Linked DNA regions of Rattus norvegicus: region 1 is linked to region 2. The links are chromatin contacts, called in public Hi-C maps. All regions are on one chromosome and are shown on one strand. The core of a region is the stretch at or near the end of the contact, and the rest is flanking DNA. Distances in the headings are between cores, read along the strand shown.

What was found. Hi-C and Micro-C count contacts between places; a contact is called where the count stands out from the background.
Region 1: a contact with region 2 is called in a Hi-C map of frontal cortex, with 2.2 times the contacts expected there. The contact joins two enhancer-like sites.

The regions. Positions count from the first base shown.
Region 1 is chr6:125,568,298-125,575,126 of GRCr8, forward strand. Rps6ka5 (ribosomal protein S6 kinase A5) reads right to left here. Exons shown (of 17, transcript NM_001395592.1): 13 at 4,988-5,158. Among named protein-coding and RNA genes, the nearest start is that of Ttc7b, 43 kb to the left of the region's middle. Within about 2 kb of position 4,959, at least 19 of the 93 cell types and tissues checked have an H3K27ac peak or open chromatin away from gene starts, as enhancers often do.
Region 2 is chr6:125,352,395-125,359,207 of GRCr8, forward strand. It overlaps Ttc7b (tetratricopeptide repeat domain 7B), which reads right to left. Exons shown (of 22, transcript NM_001401371.1): 19 at 5,682-5,732. Among named protein-coding and RNA genes, the nearest start is that of Calm1, 140 kb to the left of the region's middle. Within about 2 kb of position 1,332, at least 9 of the 93 cell types and tissues checked have an H3K27ac peak or open chromatin away from gene starts, as enhancers often do.

The DNA of each region.
Region 1 (6,829 bases), core at 3,709-6,208, 220 kb after region 2:
TAGATGTTGCCCTAACCATCCCACCACACTGACGTTCCAGTTTCCCCTATTTTCTCCCATCATGCTTCAGTTTTCCTTTAGGGCACTTATCATCTCTCTATTTTCAGCTGTTCTTGTCTCCATCAGGCAATAATGATTAAGGGCAGGGACCTTGTGTCCACTTCATTTATGATGCTGTCCCTGGGGCTTGGCACAGGTAAATACAGGTAAAATTCATTTTATTAGACTGTCATTTTAAAACAGTCTGCAGGGTTGTGGCAGCCCCATGCTGAAGAAACATTCAACACCATTTTTCCCACAGGATGTGCTTACTCTGTCTGTCAGACTTGGGTACTTTCCACAACAAGCTTTTCCATTACTATTACATTTATGTGGTGACCTGTGATCAGTAATCTTTAATAATTAGAGATTAGATTTATTTACTTTTGTTTTATGTATATGAATGTTTTGCCTGCATGAGTGTCTGTGCCTGGTGCCTTTGGAAGCCAGAAGAGGTTGGATCCTCTGAAGCTACTTAAAGAAGGCTGTGAACCACTGTGGTTGCTGGGTATTGAACCTGGGTCATCTGGAAGAGCAACGACTGCTCTTCACCAGCCAGCCCCAGTGACTAGTAATCTGTGCTATTGCTATTACTATTGCCACTGCTTTGGGTATCATATATGAATTGCATATATGATACTGAATTAACCAATAAACATATGTGTTGACACTATCACTGGACAGATGTCTCCCATCTCTTTCCTTTCCTCAGGCCAATCTAATCCCTGGGATACAATATTGAAATTAGGTCAATCAATAGCCCTATAAGGGGGCCAAAAGAAAGGAAGCATCATATATCCTGAGGTGAGAATTTTGATTTCTTTAAGAAACACAGGTAAGAATATGGTTTTGTTGTAATCCTAGGTGTGGGATGTGGGGCTGCTTCAGGCTGCCCACAGCAGCTGACTGTGATTTGCCTCGTGCTCTAGCAGAGATGTTACTTTGCCAGCTGCAGGTAGTTTCTGCGGTTGTGGGATGTTTGGAGTTCTGGACTTCTTACAGACTTTATAAATGCTACAGCCCCAGGAGGTGGCTGTGGGTTGTTAGTTGGTTGTGGTTTGTTTAGTAGTTGTGTAAAAAGAAGAAACAACAAGAAGAAATTAGCTATCCTGACTCTGCACGTACTTTCTGTTGAGACAGTGTCTCACTAAGATGCAACCTTGGCTGACCTGAAACTCAATATGTAGACCAGGCTGCTCTCAAACTCAGAGATCTGCCTCCTGAATGGTGGGATTCAATGTGTGTCCCCAGAAAAGAAGGTTTTACAGCAGCCCAGAGACCATCACAAAAATCTACAACTGGTGACAACACAGAGAACACTGAACTGGGCAGGGCTCATCTTCAATAGATAGATAGTTCTACAATACAACTCTACGTTTCAGGCTCAGGGAACATCACAAAACGGGAGTGGGTGACTATTAAGAGCCAGAGGGTCAGAATATTTTCTGCCAGACGCTGTTTTCTGTGTGTGACAGGGAGTTGTGTCCATGCAACCTTGACAATCTGGTTGCCTACATAAGACTGGTAAGTGATAGCAACAGTTGGTATTCCAATGTAGACGAGAGAAATCTTACAAAGCCCTACCAGCCTTAGACAAAGAGCTATGGGCAATCGATGGCTGCCCCGCAGGATCAGTCTGCTCCAGGGACAAGCCCCTGATAGAGTATCTGGTCTCAAGCAGTCAGCAGGACTGAGGGGGCAGGGCATGGAGTAGGGAGAAGTAGAAATGACGTATATACAGTACTAAGTCATGAAGTTCTAAAACAAAAAACTTAACGTACAAAAAAAGAGAGAAAGAAAGATGATGAAGTGGGAGGAAAAAGCAAAGAAAGAAAAAAATTGAATAGTTTTCTTACACAGTTGATTTTTTTTTTTTTTAACAACTGAGGTCACTGCTCATGGACGTTTTCTTGGGACATCTCTGTCCTTCAGCAATTATGCTGGAGGCTCTCAGCAGTGCTGGGGTGTGCTACACATCTTACAGAATCACATTCGGCTCTAACTCCACAGGGCCTGTCACAGGTTTGTTCCTTTAAGGCTAATGGAGGAAGTCCTTGGTTGTCTTGGAGGGAGTGTGGAAGTGGGGCATTCCCTTTACACTGCCGACTTTAACCCTCCTCCTACAGAACAGGTAAAACCAGAGCATTCCGCTTACTTCCTGCCTCCTGCCCCAAGGACGCAAGGGAAGTGCAGGACAGCTCCACACGGGGGTGTGCACGGCCCGGAATGGGTCCTTCCATCATTTCAATTTCTGCCTGAAAAGACTCTCACATTCAGAGCCCCTCTTAATCCTTTAGGGGATCAACAGGAAGACTACGAAGCAGTCCTCTAAGAATGTCAGCCAGCTTCTAAATTTGTCTGCTTCTCACCTAAAACTTAAGAGTTGTGTCTATGCAGAAAAAGAATGCCATCTAACTAAACAGTCACAACTAACCTGCTACATAGGAAAGGGATTAACTTTTAGCTTGGAAATAAGATACTCTGCCATTTAAAAGTCAAGGCGAGAGCTATGGTTAGGAAAATGTTAGTTCAAAGGTACATTTTTACGTTCCTGAAACCGAGTTTAAGAATAAAATGTTGGTGGAACAAACAGTATAATCTAACGATTCTGCTTCACTTCAAGCTACAGAAGTATCTTTTGATCAGGAAAGCAAGAAGGCAAATTTAAATTTTGCTGCTAGAGCATGTGCCTCACTCGAGGCTCATGAGATGACAGATGGCCAGTTATCAAAGAATAAAACATGTGAAAATGAGTCCCATACAGTCATGGGGCAGATCTTTCCATTAAAGACTACATGCCTGTTCCCTGTCTATCAAGCAAACATTTAAGTGGTGTGCTTTCACATTTAAAAATAGACACCTAATCTCCGAGCCCAGAGCGCCATGTTTTCAGTGGGTGTTACGTAGGAGTGAGAACTGGGATGAAGGAAGCAGAGGGGAGCTAGCACAGCTGCGAGTCCCTAAGACACTGCCACTTGTGATTAATTACTAGCAACGTGAACAACAGTAATACAAAGTACTCAGAAACTTAGAACCCTTAAAGGAATAAATTAATTGTCTTCAGCCTTCTGAATCCCCAAGGATCACAACTGTGGGTTCAACCTACTATGCACTGAGAAGTTAAAAAGAAAAACAAAACAAAACAAAATAACCTACTCCCAAAACAAAAACAAAAAATATCCCTTCAAATATTGTACAGAATATGGAAGGATTTCTTTTTGTGATTATTCCCTAAAATATACATATTTATATATCATTTAAATAAAAATAGATGGGGTTGGGGATTTAGCTCAGTGGTAGAGCGCTTGCCTAGGAAGCGCAAGGCCCTGGGTTCGGTCCCCAGCTCCGAAAAAAGGAACCAAAAAAAAAAATAGATATAAATAACCTAGACTTAAATTATACAAAAGGATCATGTAGGTTATATGAAAATAATATTCAATTTCATGCAAGAGACTTGACATCATCTTTGGAACTCAGGGTCCAATCCTCCACAGATACTGAGGGATAACTGTTTTTGAATACATGTTATTTCCATTTTTAAAATATCAAAATTTTTTGAGACATGTTTTCTGTGAATGGTCCTGGAACTCACTCTGTCGACCAGGCTGACCTCAAACTCAGACCCACCTCCCTCTACCTCCCAAGGGCTGGGATGAAGGTGTGTGCCACCACTGTCCAGCTTTTAAAACATCTTTTAGTAATTTAAGCACAAGATAAAACATTGCTTTTACAGAAATATTCTTTTTTGTTTTAATAAAAAAGGAACATCAAGGGGCTTGAGACCCCTTATGAACAACAATGCCAACCAACCAGAGCTTCCAGGGACTAAGCCACTACCTAAAGACTATACATGGACTGACCCTGGACTCTGACCTCATAGGTAGCAATGAATATCCTAGTAAGAGCACCAGTGGAAGGGGAAGCCCTGGGTCCTGCCAAGACTGAACCCCCAGTGAACTAGATTGTTGGGGGGAGGGTGGTAATGGGAGGAGGATGGGGAGGGGAACACCCATAGAGAAGGGGATAGGGAGGAGCTAGGGGGATGTTTGCCTGAAAACCGGGAAAGGTAAGAACAATTGAAATGTAAATAAGAAATACCCAAGTTAAAAAAGATGGAGAAAAAAATTGAAAAAAAAAGGAACATCAAACCTATTAATATTTTAAATAGACTTGAAAATATATTATGATCACATATAAACTAAAAATAACATCCTATTTTAGACCAGAAATATATATAATTTCTCATATGATAAAGGATGACTGTTTTTAAAAAAGTCATTGGCTTTTGTTTTCCAAGTTCATTATTACTTATTTTTAACAGGGGAGGAAATTTCATATTTTTGATGCTAAAAAGGGCTGATTCTGTGTTAGAGCCTTCTCAATTAACCTTCTGAAGGAGAGACACAAAGCTGTTGCTCTGTGCTGCTCTCCAGGTCTATAAATACCGCAGTGCGTGAGCATACTGAAGCGCACACGGAGAGGACAGCGGATTAAACCAAGACACGGCCTCACGTGAGGCTGCGCAGGACAGAACTACATCCATTACTGTTCAGGAACAATCGATTTGATTTAAAAACGTGAAAATTAAGGTTTCAAAATACACTATCAAAGGAACAAACTCCCCAGGATGGAATACATACAGCAGAGCTATTATTTTTTGCTACAAAATTTCCCACTGCTATTTTTAGTATACAACTGTTGCATGCAGCATTTTTCCCATAAAAGGCTCTCACACTTACAAATATAACCTCAAGATGATCAGCTGGCAAGAGGGGGAAAAAGAACAAATTTATTTTAGACTGACACAGAAAAGAGAAGAGAAAGAAAAAACCCTAAGAAGCATTTTCCAGTATTTACTTGCTGGCCCTGGGAAAAAAGCAAGCTCCTCAAGCCTGACAGCTACTGAGGCTAGCAGCGCAGGCTGAGCTGCCCCGTCCCACCGTCCCACCTCCGGCTTCAGGTCTCTGTGCACCACTCCAACATCGTGCATGTGGCTCACAGCCGACACAAGCTTCCGCATAATGTAGCTGGCCTCAGTCTCGCTGAAGTGCTTCTTTTTCTTGATGCGCTCAAACAGCTCTCCCCCATTCAGAAGCTCCATCACAAGAAATGTATGAAGCTAGAAAGATGAAAAGAAAGAGTAAGGTGGGATTTTCTGAAAAGACAAGAATTCCTGTAGAGGTTATTTACTGTTCAGTAATTTAAATAACCCCTTGCTTAAACAGCCTACAACAATCCTTCTAGTTAAAGAGTTAAAGAATAATGTAGCTTCTCAGAATTCTATTTTAGCAATGAAAAAAATTTCAAGTACTTCAGCAAAATCTTTTCAGTCTTTTCCTTTACCTCATTTTATTTCTGTTGAACTCTATTTTAATCTTCTCTCAAGTTTTCATATTTTCACTTTAAAACTGTGAACCGAGCTGACAATCGATGGTGAATAGCCCAGGGGTGGCTGCCTGGTATCATGTGCAGCTGCCACTGAGCGAGGGGCAGTTTCCCTTGAGAGAGAGGTGGTGCTTACAACTTCAGGGCTCAGTGACTCATCACAGGATTCCTGAGAATATTTACTGCAAAGATCTGCAACTCACTCTACATGTTTCTTGTGGAAAAGACCTTCCTCCTGGCTGTTTGCAGAAGAGTCTTCTGGACGCCTTCAGATCAAGATGTAGAATTCTTGGCTCCTCCAGTACCAAGTGCTGCCCACCATGACGATAAGGGACTGGACCTCTAAAACTGTAAGCCAGGCCCAACTGTTTGCCTTTGCAAGAGTTGCCTTGGTCAGAGTGTCTCTTTATGGCAAGAAAACCCAACTAGGACATCTTTATAAACCCTAGGATCCACAGCAATAAAATGTAGGTGATGAAAAAAATGTACAGGTAGAACTGTGATGATGGCCCACAGATTCCATGTCCTAACCTTCAAACCCATGTTTCTTATTGTCGATGACAAAAGGGACCATGTAGTTGTAATTAAGGTTCTGTTATTGTTGTTTTATTTTTTTAAGATGGGGTCTTACTATGTAGACCAGGCAAACCACGAACTTAAGAGATCTGCCTGTCTCTGCCTCCTGCACGCTAGGATTATGTGCTACCCACTTAGTCCCCGATTAGAATTCTTTAAAAAGATGTACATACATAAATGTATGTATGTATGTATGTATGTATGTATGTATGTATGTATGTATGTATGTATATATGCATGTATGCATATGTCATATATGTAAATATGTATGCATGTGTGTCTGCATTGGGTCCAATGGGACTATAATTATAGATGATTGTAAGATGCCTCAGGAGTGCTGGCAACTGAGCATAGAGCTCCTAACCACTGAGCGTCTCGCTAGCCCCATGATTAAGATTCTTGAGATGGGATAATTACCCTGGGTTATCGACCAGCACCTAAGGTATGAGATTAGACTATGCAAGCAAGAGATTAGAGTACTGCATAAAAGGCTAATAAGCTAAAGAAAATGAGTGGCCTCCAGAAGCTAAGTCAAGAACACAAGTTGTCCTTTATCGTCCCCAGGAGGGGACAGCTCTGTCTACTCCTTGACTGCAGATCAGTGAGCCTGATGGCAGACTTGCTATCACCATTCATTGTTTAAATAGTTAACATACTAAGTTTGTGGCAGCAATTAGGAACATACAGAGGATGGACAAAGATCACAGCACACAAATGAGCTGGCTTATTGTACAGCCAAAGGCTGAAGAGCCACCCTTGTTCTCATCAAACTAGTTGGAAATAGGACTGCATAGATATTAGGATCAACTACCATGGGCAAAACTCTCAA
Region 2 (6,813 bases), core at 82-2,581:
AAAATAATGATGCACTACAGTTACAGCAGAACCATGCAACCTTTTGTCCCACAATCTACAGATCCCTTGCTAAAGGGCCCGTGGTTTTGGAGGAGACAGTGTTGCTTTTGGGATTCGCTGTTTTGTCTTTTGCTCAACAAAGGAATGACAAGATCCTACCTGAATTCCTGACCAAATCATTTTTCTTTGTGCAGTATCTATAATATGCAGAATTAATTCATTTTTAGTATAATAATAAATTTCACTCTGAATAAGGTCTGGCACATGATGATGACAGTGGTACTGACTGATTTTAAAGACCATTTTACATTTAGACACCACTTAATTCTGTTTACGTGACAGAACTGAGACTTGAGGGGTCACTTGAGCCATACAGCCAGTTGGTGGTAAAACCAGAATGCAAACACTGGCTGGTTCTAACCCCAATCTCTACATCCAGCCATAAAGGCCACCTCCTGCAGGAAAGCTGCAGCGAGGCTCCTGCTGTCCCTTCAGAGCACGAGGCCTTGGGTCCTTCCACCTGAGCATCACTCTCACCATGCAGTCTACAGGCTGCAAAGTAGATGGATGCCTCTGTCTCCTTTATGTGATTGTGTGGTTCTGAAAGACAGCAAGGTGTCTTCTGCTTAGGCTTTTCAAGGTCATTTCAACAAGGCACTGGGTAGGTGCTTGTAGAATAAACATAAGAGTGGTTGTGAACAGACATCTTTTTATGACGTTCAGATGCAATGGGGCATGTTCAGAGTGGCATGGCCCTCTATTCAAAAGATAGTCTGGGGCTGGGGATTTAGCTCAGTGGTAGAGCGCTTACCTAGGAAGCGCAAGGCCCTGGGTTCAGTCCCCAGCTCCGAAAAAAAAAAAAAAAAAAAAAAGAACCCAAAAAGATAGTCAGTGGGCTCTGATCTAGTAATGGGGGAAGGCTCTGACCTTCATGACTTCCAAGGGCTTTTTAGCGAATCTGTCACACTGCTGGAAATCTCAGGAACAGAATTAAACACTGATGTCACTTAGTGATGTCATTTAGTGACTCTCTATTTCTCTCTAATACAATTAAACCATTAAATAGAGAGGATGAGGAAGGTGGTCAGGAATCCTTTCCTGTTCTTGGTCAATTCCTTGTTACATGTGTCACAGGGCAGAGAGCCTTGCTATGATGATCCTGGGAGAGATATTAGAGGCAGAGGGTTTTAATAGCAGGTAATGGTGGCCAGAGTACATGACAGTCAGCATCCACTGTTCTTTGCAATGGCAAGTGAGTCTTCCTCTGGGTTAGAGTCTGGAGGCATTGCTAACAGCACGACAGCTATTTTACTGTGGAGTAGAACTGGCGAGGTAAGCAGGAATATATACTGTGGTTCTGACTTATGTGGGCACGGTTGGAAACGCTGCTTCTCCATCTGTCTTTAAGGGACTCTTTTTTTCTCACCAAAGCAAAAGCACACTGTGCCTGACCCAGGGGAAAAGTGGAGACAGTGTCTTGGAAAAGAAATCCACAGGAAGACTAAAAGGACATATTTCCAACTTGAAATCCAAGACTCTGGAAAGATGTTTCCAAATTATCAGGTTCAACAGATGAGCAGGTACCCTGCCCAGGCCGCTCACATCTCTTATTCATCACACGAACTTGAGAAGTGCTTATCGGTGCTGTAACCCAGCCCTGCGCTGCAGCTGCTACTCCATGCCACGGAGATAAAGCATCCCTTCCCTTATGACCCAGCAGGGGAAAGCCGGATCAGCTCGACTGGAGCTGACGGAGGCAGGTGAGACTATGCCCTAAAAGTTGGCCCAAGGTTTGTGAGCTAAGTGTTCAAATGGTCCAAAGGGATGAGACAACCTAGACCAAGGAGCCTGAATTTCCTTGGCTCACAGATTTTGTTAACCTCCTGCTCCGAAGAGAAAAGGCTGCCTGGGACACCTGATAAAAAGGTGGAGTGATGTTTAAAAAACTGTTCTGATTCCCAATCCAGAGTTTCTTCTAGTTCTGCTCGGCTGCCTTGGGGTCCAGAACACCAGGAGCCAGGGTGGGAAGACCTTTCTCTGTGGGTGGAGAACCAAGGCCTCAGATCCCACACACTGCAGATCCAGGCTGCGAAACCCTTCTGAGGTTTCCTATCACAAGGAGAGCTGCTCAGAAATCCTGCCATAAGTAGGCCACTAGCAATAGTCGGCTCCAATTGCTTTTCATCTGGGGCCTTGGGCAAGCTGTTTATATGGAATGAGATGCCTGAGGTTGATTTCATAAAAATTCCACATGACTATATATGAGCTCTACTTATCCACCAGAGTTCATCATTCAAAGGGACCCTAGAGCAACAATTTTGTTAGATGAAATTAGGAGGCTTAGTTAGATGTGGTCACCCTGTACTTCCACAAATAGGGACCCTGGATAAAGGGCACACGTTCTATTCTGGCTCCCTTTTAAACTGCCTGGTGGGACCAGACAAACGGCTGTGGTTGGAAGACCTCTGCAATCCTTTCACTTCTCCTGTCTTCTCAGCATAGAGTAGATGAAATCTTGTCTACCTGGTGAACTGGTGCTTATCCTAGAGCTAGGAGCAATGGACAGTTGCCATGCTATGTGTGAGAAACATCCTTAACTAAAAGGGAGACAGAAGTAGACACACAGGACACACACTTGGCAGGAGCCTGGCCCTGGAGGACTGACTGGATTGCTTCATGTGATGACCATGGGAGAGTGATGGAACATGTGGCTGCCACACCCCACCCCACACCTCATGCACATTCTCTCTGCCTCCCGCTGCTGCAGCCCATACCTGCCTTCCTCACATCTTTTCTGAGAAGGAACCAAGGCACTCTGCCATCAGGCGTGTAGCAATCACTTGTTAATGGAGCTTGGAGCTCATTTCCCTGTCCCCTAACAATTCAGTGTTTTCTGACTTTATTCAGTGTCTACCACCTAGAAGTTGTGTCCCCAAAACAATCAGAACAAGGAGAGAAAGCAGTAATCCCTGCCTACCCCCAAAGATCCCCAGTTCTTAATAGCAATCTGAATGGCTAAGGATCCTGCCAGCTAGCTTCCTTAAAACATTCTCAAGTTAATAGGACAAGACTGTCTCTTAAGCAAGGCTTAGAAACGCCATCTGTCCAATACTGCAGCCTGCTGGCAGCTGTAACCTTCTTGTGGCCTTACCTGCTTCTGCCATACCAGCCCTGATGAGATCAGCAACAGCTCTCAATGTTTGGAGGAAGAAGAGGTGAGAGAGGCCGCTCTTACTTCAGCCACCAAATCAGGCATATTATCTGTATCTTTACATATCTGTATCTTTACAGGCATATTATCTGTATCTGTATCTGTATCTTCTGATAAAAATCAGAAGTTTTACTTCTGCCCCCATGGCCCCCAAGGGGTTAGACTTGGTCTGTCTGTCTATCCTCCAAGGCCATCCTGCTTGCTGAGGCAGTGGTCTCCACTGTGTTATACATGTTTATCTGTGAGCACCGCTGTCTCCTCTCTCCGTACATGTCCACCACTGACAGCAAGGCCAGGCCACAGCACTTAGCAGAAAACTGCTACCCCCACTAATCCCCACAGCCTGCACTGCCTCCCACTGGCCACCATTAGAACTTCCATTTTACCCTGAGGGAGGGATACACTAAGATGTCCGTGCCCACAGCTCCAAGATGAATGTTTCCCAGACCTTCACAGAGTTTCAATCTATTAACACAGACAAAATGTCTTCTTCTGAGAAGGAGAAGCTCTTGCCAGGGGAAAGCTTTGGGGCAGGAGTCCATGAAGCAAGGAGAGACAGGGCTATGTTGTCTCCAGTGGGCATGCAAGGCTGGAGCAGTGCTGCCAAGGCTGGTGGGCCAAGTGGTCACACACAAGCATGAAGGGAAGTCATTCGTAAGCATGCAGGGAGAAGCCAGCTGTCAGGGTGCTTCTGGGTTGAGACAGTACCTTCTGGAGGACTACAGCGGGCAGATGTTTCCTCGGTGGTTCACCCACCTCACTGCACGTTCACTTTGGAGCTACTAAGTGCCCTCTGCCTAGGGAGGCTGCTCTAAGCCTGGCATGGTTACCCACCATTGTGGTACCCACATCTATACTGACTTGCCAACTGCTTATAATTCCATTCAGCCCTGTTTAAAGAACGGCACCCCAGAACTAATTAAGGAAAATTATATTAAATTAATATTGACTAAACGTCAATAACAAAGAAAGGCTATACTTGAAAAAGTTTGTATTTATCAGGATGTATAATGTATTTTTCATTGTAAATTCAAAAATAGGGGAATGTAAATAAAATAATAAAAATTGAAAAGACTCAGAAACAGTGTTGATCATCACTAATGTTATTAAGGAGGAACGGGGGGTAGACTATGCAATTGACTATTTACTTCCAGATTGTGATATAATGTTTGAGGATGTAAAACCATCACTCGGCATGTCAGAAAGTGCCTCTCTTCTCCATCTGATCTAGACTACGCTGTCTCATTGCTGTCTGTCCTCCTCTCAGGGAATTTACTCTTAAACAGGGTGGCAGCCTTCACCTACATCGGAAGGTGGGAGCCAAAAGCCCCAGTCATCCTTGTTGCTTTTATTACATATTTGGAGAGGGGAACGAAACTTCCTACATCTTTTTCTCCCCACTTGGAACTGCTAGAACCGCCAAGAACAGGGCCTCTGGGCTTTGGGCCTAGGGAGAGGCAGTGTGGAAGGACTTTCTGTGTGAAGAGGCCCTTCCTCAAGAGTCTCCACTTCCAGGGCTACATCTCAGGATGAGTTGTGGCTGGGCCTGACACTCAGGTCAAATCCTGTCAAACTTCACAATGCATAGTCCTTCCCTTACATTTTACAGACAAGGAATCACCTTCTACAGAACTGGCCCTTCTCAGAGACTTGGACCTGATTTATGAAAAATGTTTAAATCTTTGGTATAGGGGTTGGGGATTTAGCTCAGTGGTAGAGCACTTGTAGCAAGCTCAAGGCCCTGGGTTCGGTCCTCAGCTCTGGGGGAAAAAAAAAGTTAAATCTTTGGTATAAATGTATAAATGTTGTAAGCTTCAAATGAAGCAATAGTTAAAGGCTTTAATATAGTCTAGTTTTTGGAAATGTTTTTTTTTTTTTTTTTAATCTTCTCAGTGTAACTTGGTTTCAAAGGGGCCTGGTGAAAAAAATTTTTTTGTGATGAGCTTTAATGTAATCAAAATGCATATGGCTTACTATCTGTGCATGTGTGTGTGTGTGTGTGTGTGTGTGTTCATATATACCACATGTTACATGACTTCTGAGGCCGCAGGAAGGCATCTGAGCACCTGGAGCTGCTGTTCCAGGCCATAATGAGCCACTAATGGATGTGGGTGCCGAGTCCTCAGGAAGAGCACTGTGAAGGGCTGGAGCCACCTCTCCACATCCACTCTGGAGGGAGGGCTGGGAGTCACACATCCCTTATGCAGAGGCGGCCTCTGCTCGCCATGCACCCTAACGAAACTGCTCCCCATGCCCTCTTCCTCTGTAGTCCTCAGAGCAGCACTGCTCTGCTGTTGACCCCTGGAGTCTCAGGCAGTGTGCCCAGGTGGCAGAGTGGACAAGGAGGTGGCAGGAGAGATCATAGCATCCCAACATTCCCAACACTCGGAAAGCACAGTACACATTCAACAGTGGCGGAGGCGTGACTCCAGAGACCCTGGGAGGGTTAATAGATTGGAGGACTACTTACTAACTGAAAAGAGGGAAGGAAAACCATGAAAATGTGCTTCTGGAGAGTTGCCTTGGGACAACAAATCAAACCAAAAATTAAAACCAAGGAACAAAACAGTTGAAAACTCAAAAGTAAAACTTTAAAAATGCAAAGAAGGTTCTAGTAACCCTCCAACTGTAAGCCTGGCTGGCTGGAACCAGATTTTATTTTTCCACTAACAATGACTTTGTTTTAAGTAAAGAAAGGCCGATCGGGCATCCCCTTCCACAGTGACATCTCACAGCACAAGGAAACTGACCAGTTAATGCCGTGTGCAATTTCCAAAGCAGGAAATTCCAAAAGGCAGAGAAAAACAATGAAACCAGCAGGTTTTGGATCTCCTCACATATTAACTGTAATCCTACGTCCATTGGTGTGCAGGGCTGGGCCAGTTTTCATTGTTAGGCAAGAGGGCTGAAATCCTTTACAATTAGATCAAGAACCTCTATGACCAGTGGTTTTCCTTCCCAGATGAACAAGTGCATCTATGAGGAAGGAAGATCCTGTGCACAGCTGGTTCCCAGCCAGGCACTCCCTGAGGAAGGGACCATGGCTCAGGGCTTCTCTGAGACTAACCACAGAGCACTGGTAGAAGCAGCCACATCAGGCAGGGGGCCCAGTGGGTCCTCATTGCTCCAAGGTTATACTAATTAGGTTACTCTGAAGGCCCCACTGTACGAGCCAGGATTTTAGAAGAAACGCGCGGGGCTCCTGGGGTGACAAAACCTGGCAGGGTGCTGAAGTCGGTGCAAACAGTGGGCAATGGAACACATAACATTATTCTAGAACCACCGGGTCTCCTTTAAGATAATGAACTCAACAAATGCCAATATAAGAGAAAAAAAATTTTTTCCTCGAAAAAAATTGAAGTTGGCAATTGCCCCTAGGCTCTGTATTAAGAGAAAATGCTGGTCTGAGGTAGATAAAAAGTTAATATAAACAGTTTATAAATATCAACTTTATCTTCCTTTTCATAGAACTGGGCTGCCATAAAAGCAAAGCTTGGACTATGACATATGCAGATGAGCGAGGTCAAGGGTCACTGTTGGTGTGACTGTGCCTCTGGTTGACCTTTGATCCTGACCTGTATGGAAGCTTACGTAACAGTACC